Linked DNA regions of Gossypium hirsutum: region 2 is linked to region 1. Evidence: chromatin contacts called from public Hi-C data. All regions are on one chromosome and are shown on one strand. The core of a region is the stretch at or near the end of the contact, and the rest is flanking DNA. Distances in the headings are between cores, read along the strand shown.

The links. Hi-C and Micro-C count contacts between places; a contact is called where the count stands out from the background.
Region 2: a contact with region 1 is called in a Hi-C map of leaf, with 3 times the contacts expected there. The contact joins the promoter of LOC107906235 here to the enhancer-like site in region 1. A contact is called at or near these places in 4 of 34 Hi-C or Micro-C datasets (hypocotyl and leaf).

Annotation. Positions count from the first base shown.
Region 1 is chrD01:42,304,071-42,308,955 of Gossypium_hirsutum_v2.1, reverse strand. LOC107922578 (zinc finger protein SHOOT GRAVITROPISM 5) reads right to left here. Exons shown (of 3, transcript XM_016852668.2): 3 at 4,511-4,885. The coding sequence ends at 4,698. Among protein-coding and RNA genes, the nearest start is that of LOC107922578, 4.3 kb to the right of the region's middle. Within about 2 kb of position 2,880, at least 6 of the 9 cell types and tissues checked have an H3K27ac peak or open chromatin away from gene starts, as enhancers often do. A contact at or near this core is called in leaf, where this site is marked.
Region 2 is chrD01:42,636,698-42,641,582 of Gossypium_hirsutum_v2.1, reverse strand. It overlaps LOC107906235 (probable potassium transporter 17), which reads left to right and starts at 2,175. Exons shown (of 8, transcript XM_016833216.2): 1 at 2,175-2,516; 2 at 2,864-3,083; 3 at 3,237-3,479; 4 at 3,565-3,615; 5 at 3,836-4,096; 6 at 4,637-4,689; 7 at 4,771-4,885. The coding sequence starts at 2,373.

The sequences.
Region 1 (4,885 bases), core at 1,631-4,130:
ACACTATTCGATCTTCAAAAGGGAAACACTATTCTTCTAAAACGAGCCCTATTCTAGTATATTAGCATGGAATTCAATCTGTATGGTTATGTCCAATGTTAAAAGGCCCTTAAGTGTTAGGCCCAAACTTGGAGCTTTGGATCAAATAAAGCCCACATTTTTGCGAGGTTTTCTTAAGTTTAGGCAATTTAATTTATAATTTACCTTCCAAATCTAAGAGAATTTATAATATTATCGTATAGGAATTTTTACTTATTATTAGCATATAAATAGGGGTGATTTATCAAATTATAAATTAATATATGATAAAATTATAATTTAGACATTATAAAAACTATAAAATTATATACTAATACATTAACAAAATTCTATTTTAACTCTCGTAAATATATATAACTTAATTTTTTTTTAAAAAATCTACCTTCACTTGTTAGTAAGGTGAATAGAAATTTAATTATTTTAATTTTAATTTCTCATTGCAATCTAAGAGAGGATGATATCTCATCCTCCCGTAAGTTGTGAATACATTTATTATAAAAATTGAAGGAGATAATTATTGATACAAATTGTATGAATTGTTGGATAAAAGCCTTAGAAATATGTGATAACTTTTTAAACTTTTTCAACATAAAAGTATCATACAATAAACAAGTATTAGGAGGTAAATTACATTTTAGTTTTTTTAATAAAAAATTATATATTAGTCATTATAAGTTAAATTAAAAAGTAAATTGGTCATTTCTATTAAAAACATCACAAATGTTTACTGTTAAAAACTAGTGTGGCTGACAGATCAACCATATAGTAACATGTGATGTGCCACGTGTATCTCATGTTGACATATAGGGACCCATTTTTACTAGTAGAAATTGATAGAGTTTTTAATAGAATGACCAATTTGCTTTTTAATTTAACGTATAATGATTAATTTGTCCATTTTTTTAGTAAAAAAGGTAAAATGCAATCTAACTCCTAGTACAATACCTCCCATAGTACTTTTACTTTTTTCAACATATTATCATTTTCTATGGGCTTAAATCACGATTTGGCCCCTAAAGTATACTCAATTGCTCACTTTGGCACCTAAACTTTTTTTTCTCAAATTTGGTACCTAAATTATCGATTTTCTCTATTTTTGGTCCATTTTGTAACGACCATTAAAAAAATCCATTAGGCAACTTTGCCTAATGGAAAAGAGCCACGTAGCAATTAGGTTTATTTAAAATGAAAACATTGAATTTAAATTAAAAATAAAAAATTATTATACTAAATATTTAAATATTAAAAACACTTTTGACTTTGATCAAGTGTTGAACGACGTTGACTGATCGTTGACCCGACGTTGATTGATCATTGAACGACGTTGATTGACTACGTGGTGCTATTAGAACACGTCAAGTGCCCCCTTTTATTTTTTAATATTAATTAAAAATATAAAAAATTGTATATAATAAATATAATTTTAAAAAAATTAAAAATAGTTTTTTTATAAAATTTTAAAATATAGAATTATAAATTTTAAAAAGTCAAAATAATATATAAAAATTATTATAAAAGTTAATATATATTTTAATTCCAATTTTTATAACATTTTTAATTTTAATTTATTATTTTAAATTTTTACAATTTATAATTATATATTTTAGAATTTTATAAAAAAAATTGTAAACTTTTTAAAATATATACTATAAATGTTTAATATTATAATTTTCTTTGTACAAAAAAATATTATAAATTTTTTATTTAAATTTTTTTTATTTTAAGTAAAGTTAATTGCTATGTGACATTTTTCCATTGACCAAAGTTGCTTAATCGATTTTGTTTAATGACCATTACAAAATGGACAAAAGATAGAGAAAATTGGTATTTTGAGTACCAAATTGAGATATACCAAAGTGAAAAAATAAATATATTTTTAGAGTTAAACCGTGAATTAAGCATTTTGTTTATATTCCTAATAAAAAATGAAGGAAGGATGATGGGAAAAGTAAGTGATACATTTATTTATTTTTTTCATATTTTTCATTAAAAAAACAGATATTATTATGTATTTCTCCTTTCTTTTCTTTTTTTTTTAATATGAAGATTATGAAATATCTTTTTTTTCTTTTATTGATAATTTGTTTCTCTTTTCCTTAAATTTTTGAAGTTTTGACTAAACCAAAACTATGTGTTTGTTGTGGTTAATTTAGTATCCTAACAAAAATGTATTAGTTCCTTCTCCCATCCCACTCATTGATTTTCTTTTTATTTTATTTTGGCTCATTTAGATCATAACAAAATTTGCATTACAGGAAACTGTATTATAGAGGATTGAAATGGTTGAAAGATTACTACGCATTTCTAAAGTTATTTGATTCAACGAAGGTCTTTTATTGTTTTATATTCTTTTAAATCAAACCAAATAAAAATTACATGATATAACTTTTCTTTAATTGAATCAAAGTAAGAGCTATGAAATATAAGTTATTCTAAAAGTGCTATCAAATAAGATTAAGACAAGGAGGAGACAAACCAACTTTTCTCAACAATACAACTATATTTATATAAAATAATAATTAAAAGTATCTGTTTTTATTTTATTTTGGGTGGCGAAGGGCACTGCTTTTATTTCTTTCCAATTTGTTGAACTAAATGTGCGACTCCACCTGATCTTTCTTAATGTTTAACCTCCCTTCCTCTCCATTTCAATTTCATCCCTCTTTTAACTGCCATAGAGTTAAAAGTTACTTTTTTTAATTCCTTTCTATATATATATTTTTTTAAATTTTATTTTGGGTACATTAGTAAGTGCATGAGCTGTTTGTTTAAAATCATCCCCCAAAGCAAGTGAAAATAACGTAAGTGCCATTCATAGCTATCCGATGAACAAAAAAGGAAAAGGGAAACTGCGTTAAAAGGTGGGGAAAGAGCTGCCCGTGGTCCCAAACCCAAGATCTAAGCCTTAACCCCTTCATTTATAAATAAATAATAAATAAAGAACCCAGAAAACATAAAATAAAATAAATAATGGAAACCCTTCTGGGCTGCTTCACCTTTGCCTTTGGCTGAACTAAAATACCCTACACAGGCACAGCTAGTGCTACATATATATATGGTGTTGAAGGATTGAACCATATAGTTGAAGGATTGAAGGGCGCAAATATGGTGGTAGAGGAAAGTAGTTCTTTTGCTACAACTGCTATTCATTTAATTTTTGGCTCAAATGAAAAACAAAATTTAATGGGAAAGGGCAGTGTGTCCCTCTGCTCTGCCATAGCTGCTGCTGAATCTGATAAAGTGTGAGAGAGAGTGTGTTCTTTAAGTGAATTGGATGTGTTGTTTATGTTTGAGAAGGACCATTGCCTGTCTATAACCATTTCAACTGTGGCACTGAAAAACATGGTGTTTTTATAAGCATTTAAAAGGACACAAATGCAATGAAAATGACATTCCTTTCCCACCCTCCCTCCTCTCTCTTCCTTTCTTTTCTTTTACAACATTCAATTTGGGGTTGAATCTATGGGTCACCATCTTTGAATGGTTCCTTCCTATTTTCTAGCTAAAATGGTCCCCAATATGTGTAAAAACTCCAATACCCCAAAGAGAGGATTTTCATATTCTATGTGTCGTTCATTCATTTATATTTTCATTAAGAAGACAAAAAATAAACATAAGCTTGGCTTACATTTACATACAGACCCTTTGAAATTTAAATTTGCCTAAAATCTAACAAGCAATCCAAGCATTATGTTTTGAACTCTTCTTCTTTTTCTTCCCATTATTTTAATGCTTCCGACAAAAACAAAAAGAAAAATTTATAAAGGGAAAAGCCGCATCAACCGGCTATAGTATTAGGGGAAAGATAAATCCAACACCCTTTGTTTTGTTGTTATCCTTAATTTTTTTTTCAATGTTTTGTTTTTATTATAAACTTTACACATTTTGGTCCAAGTATAACGAAAACCCATCGTGAGCTGCTGAGCAAAAATACAACTTACAAATTTTGTGAGCCTCAGCCTGTTTTTCTTTTTCCTTTTTATCTTACTTTAGTAGGAAAACCCATCATAGAGAGTTCTATTCTCAATTTATGGTCTAATCCGGTTCAACTTTAAATATAGTCAGAACTTGTATATCTCGAAATATATTGTAACAAAACATATATGTCAGTGCCTAATCTAGGATTATTCAATAAGTTTCACACACACACACACACACACAAGTATATATAAGGCTTAGGCTAGTGGCTAGAAGAATAATCTGAAATGATTGGTTACTCTCCAAGCTTTATGATGGGATTCAGCATATTTGAAGTCAAGCGGACGATAAAAATGTGCCCTGATGTTTAAAACATTCACATGGCATACCTGCAGGTGTAGCAGTGCAATAAGCGGTTGAGAAAATCTCAAGGCATGACCATTTGTTCATATATCTTATATAGATACTGTACGTCACACTGCATTTAATTAAATTGCAATGTCTACCCCCCCCCTTTTTTTTCTATTAAACAAATGAAGATATAGTAAATCGATTCAAGAACTGCTTAAAACGACCATTTTCTTCTTCTTTTTCTTATATCAAATCCACGATAGTGGTTAGAATAAGTGAAGAAAAACTAGTTGACAAAGCAAAGAAAAACTCAACATGCAGATCAAAGAACAAAGAGATTTAAGGGCTAATGGGGGTTGATCATTTATCATTGCATGATCAACTTGCCGTCACTCTCCTTCCCCTTCTGTTGTGGCCGAAGACATGTAACTCATAGCAAGTGAGGTCTCATCATCTGGACCAGCAGCTGTTGATGTTTGGAACTGATGCTTGCAAGTTTGACAAGTGATCTGCATGATTGTAGCACTTATCTTCTTTGTGGCTTGATCTTTCAAGGCTTGAGCTTTCTCCAGTTCAC
Region 2 (4,885 bases), core at 926-3,425, 330 kb before region 1:
AATCATCTTTATTGGAAAATTCCCTACCAACTTCCAAATCACCCAAATCCAACAAAAGATTTGCATAGCCAGGCCTCATGTGTGGTAGTTCTGCAAACTTTAAGTCATCATTTGTCGATAGATCGATATTATGCATGTGAGCTAGAGGCGAGTATATTGTGAATCGTGGATCTTCATCTTCATCTTCACCCCTTTCACCGTCTTCCGGTTCAGTTGGAACAAGTTCTGGTTTAGAAAATAATACAACTTCTGAACCGTCGACACTGGGCTCACGAGGTGGATCCATATCAGATTCATTACCATATTCATTCTCGGACTCACCAACATTTGTCATGTTGGAGGTCCTCTCGCTGGTGGATGTCATAGGGAGTACATAATCCCTTTTCATGTATATGTCAGAATGTCCAAAATCACATGTCGATTGTCAACCACTGAAAGTTGTTGCCATTCCCTAGTAAGTATTCCCTACGTTCAACATCGACCCACTATGGTTCATGTCCCATCCACTAACTGAGTGTCGTGCAGGGGTCGTATATTCCGTTCTACCACCAAAACCTGATACTTCGGTGTTCTACTTCCTACGATTAAAATCTAAGGTTGAGACAGATGAATGTCTTCCCATCGATGATTCCGGGATATCATAATGGAAACTTTCTAACAAAGTAGTTGGACTATCGACATTTTTAACTGTTCTTGCCTCTCGAACAGTAAGAGATGTTGAAGTTTCAAGTCCTTCATTTGGCATTGAAAATTCCACATATAACTCAAGAAACGATGATCCACTATCGCTGTGCGTTTGCACCATCGCCTCCAAGCCTTGAGCACCTTTGATATCGAACGCGTCATATTTCACGGGATTGATCGAAGCACAAAATCGATACTTAATAGACAATACTCTCATTGCCGTAGATCCAATGATTTTTCACCTAATTCTTTTTTGAAGTTCTAGCAACTCTATGTTTGGGTTAAAATCCAGTCCACTCATTTTTGACCAAATTTTTTTGTCGAGAGAAGTTCGAAACAAAAACATTATGCAAAAAATATAATGCTTCAAATAAATATTAACACGAAAAATTAATGCTTATGCTTACTTTTTTTTACAAATAGTATTGTTGCTCCAACTTATACCTTCCCTACGAACTTCTAATCTTCTGAACTTCTTCAAATTTTATTGCTCCGACTTATGCCATCAGAGGCTGAAATATGGGTCATTTATAGCCCAAGGAATAACATCCCACTCGTTTTTGTAAAAATGCCCTAGATAGTGAGGGTTGAAATTTGTAGAGAAAAAAAATGCTCCAAGTAGGATGCACTATCAGCAACTGTATTGAAAAGGGCATCCAGTTGGAAGCACTTTCAATGCTTTTGCTGACAGTGCATTCTGATTGGAGAGTTTTTCAGAAATGTTTCAGATATCCTAGAATTCTCGAGATATTTTTTTAGAACTCATCTCGTCAAAATTATTTTTTCGAAACCCATCTTGTCAAAATTATTTTTTCAGAACCCTTGAACACTAAAAACCCTAACAATAAAACCCAAAACCCTAATAATAAAATCATTTTTCTTAAAACCTTAATTAATAAACACTAAACCCTAATTGAAACCATAAACACTAATTTATTAAATCCTAAACCCTAATTAAAACACTAAACCTTAATTTAATAAACTATAAATCCTAATTAAACAATTAAAACCCTAAAAAAGGGAAAAACGCGCTGACCTGGATGCGTTTTTTCCTAGTGCGCTGACTTGGACGCATTTTACTGGTCAAAGGAAAAGGTGCTGAGTTAGACGCACTTTATTGGTCAGAGGGAAAAAAGCGCTGAGCTGGACGCACTTTACTAATTTCCCCTTAAAAACGACACCAGTTGGGCGCGTTTTTGTAAAATTGACCCATTTCCGTAAATTTCAACAAAATTGGCCCATTTCTATTATTATTTTATAAAACTAGACTTTAAACCTGATATATTTATATTTATCTATATAGTTTTTGAGAATTTTTTAAATAATATAAAATTTTAAAACTTAATTTGTTTTAATGTTAATATTAAATTAATTAGAAAAAATATTTTATATAATTATAAATATTAAAATTTATAATAAATTATGTAAAAACAAAAATCACAACATTGGCAATCCCTATAGACGCAACAACTTATGGACAATGTTACCGCCACGCAACTAACCCGTATGAACAAGAAATGTACCGGAGGTAACTCCACGAACCCTGAACACGACATTCGTATACCCGTCCATATACACCTCACCAGCCAATGAGCCCTGGCCGTGGCCCTGTATCTTCTAAATATTGACTGTACTTACAGTTTCTGGTCTTAATACAACAAAAGCGCCAAAACAGGTTGTACATCGGTATGGATTTACAGTCGGGGGCGGCTGTCGCTCTACCCGAGCTTCTCATTGATTCTGCTTCTGGCACTAGTCATCACTTGGACTCTCTTCACTTCCCTCTCCACAATACCACCGATTCGGTAATGCTTCAATCCTCCGACAACAAGGTAGTTTTTCTTACCACTGCACATGTCTGTTACACGTTTATGCTATGTTCTTTCATGAGGGATTTCACTTGTTTCCAACTTTTGAGATTCTGGGTTTATACTTATGCTTTCATTTCACTTTGTTCTATCTTTCTCTATCGGTTTTGCTTTTTGTAGACTGTATATTGTTTTGCTTCCTTTTGTTTTAGATGTTTCAACCTGATTTCTTGTGAGTGTCTTTCATTTACAAATTCAGACAGTTCTATTTTGAATTCTTTTGTAATATAGTTTTGATCTTTGGGTTTTGAAATCTAGTCGATTTGGAACCGGATTTATATATATTGACTTAATTCTTTTGAAATCCGGAGACTGGTAGATGGAGCAATCTGTTACTTGCATATAAGACTCTAGGAGTTGTATTTGGAGGGCTTGTGACATCCCCATTATATGTATATCCATCAATGCATTTAAATTCTCCAACGGAAGAGGACTACTTGGGAATCTATAGCATCATGTTTTGGACTCTTACTCTCATTGGGGTTGTCAAGTATGCCTGTATAGCTCTTAAGGCTGATGATCAGGGTGAAGGTATGTAACACTGTTGTGTAGTTAACTTTTAGAATCTCTGTGATAGTGCGTATGCTTATTGAATCATAATTTTCGTAAGCTATTACTCAATTTGCATTGATGGAAGCTGGACATGAATATTTTTCACTTAGCCAAAAATCTGATTGGATGCAGGTGGAACATTTGCCTTGTATTCCTTACTCTGTAGAAATATGAATATTGGAATCCTTTCTTCAAAAAGTTCAGATGTAAACTCCAGTCAAGCACGTTGTGTACTTAATGAGGACAACAAACAGAAAAGCAGACTTGGCAAAGTTTTTGAAACAAGTATGGTTGCCAGAAGGGCGTTGCTTTTCATTGCTATGTTAGGTACATGTATGCTAATCGGTGATGGTATTCTTACTCCTTCAATCTCAGGTTTGTTTCCGGAATTATTTCTTTATTCCTGTTTTCTTCATCAGTATTTGAGTCTGTCATACATGACATGCAAATATTTTGACAGTGTTGTCTGCAATGGATGGACTAAGAGCACCGTTCCCTTCTATCTCCAAATGTAAGTATATGAAGCTTTCAAACTCTGGAGTGTTAATGTCTTCTGTTCTCAAATAAATTCTTCCTGTACTAGTGCGTTTACTCATGAGTAGATAGTTTTATGATTTTCTTATTAATTTATATGTGAGCAATCATCCTCTAGTTTTATGATTTTCTTATTAATTTATATGTGAGCAATCATCCTCCTTTAGCTTTGCAAGTTGCTGATCTGTGAATTGCAGCTTTAGTAGAAGCTCTTTCTGCAGTGGTTCTTTTTATTCTGTTCCTGCTGCAGAAATTTGGAACTTCTCGAGTGAGTTTTTTGTTTTCCCCTATCATGGGTGCATGGACCTTGAGCACTCCACTTGTTGGAATTTATAGCATTATACATCACTACCCCAACATATTCAAGGCTTTATCACCATACTACATTTTCCATTTCTTTTGGAGAAATGGAAAAGAAGGCTGGTTGATGCTTGGCAGTACCATCCTCTGTATCACAGGTAATTTTTTTTATACTTAAGTTATATATCATCATTGGTAAATAAGTTACAGGATTGTTTCTACCGCATATGTTAACTTGAACAAGATTTACCAATATTCGAGCATCGCAAACACAAACCGCTATCTGCACATTGGTATATTACGTTTATAAACCTTTAATATATATTTTCAAGAAAATTCAAAAAGACAATAAGGAGAAAATATAGCTAGGGAGACAGCAACTAGATGTCAATGCTGATTTGATGTGCTGGGCTTTCTTGTAATAACATGTAAAGGCTTTCGGTTGTCCAGAAGGTGTCCCAGGGATGCTTAGGATAATAGGTGTATACACGAGTAGAAACTAAAGTTTGATGGTAGGAAATGCATTGCGTTAGTTACATAGATTAGTTCTTCAGTTGCAATAGCAACGGCTTTAATCTTCGACTGAAAGTTTGTTGGATCCTGAAGTGCGTACATTTTTTTGCATCATTTAAGATAATTTTCTTTGTACAGCTTAAAACTGATCTCAGTACCCTTATCTGTTTTAAAATATCATATAGGTTCTGAAGCATTGTTTGCTGACCTGGGTCATTTTAACAGAAGTTCCATTCAGGTAAATTACGTGTATAACTTGTATCACCTCTTAGGCTTCCTTTTCTGCGTCTGAAATGGCTTTCTCACTCCTTCCCCACAGATAGCTTTCTTATTTACAATCTACCCGTCATTAATTTTAACGTATGCGGGACAAACAGCGTATTTGATCAAGAATCCAAATGATCATATGGATGGATTTTACAAGTTCATACCAA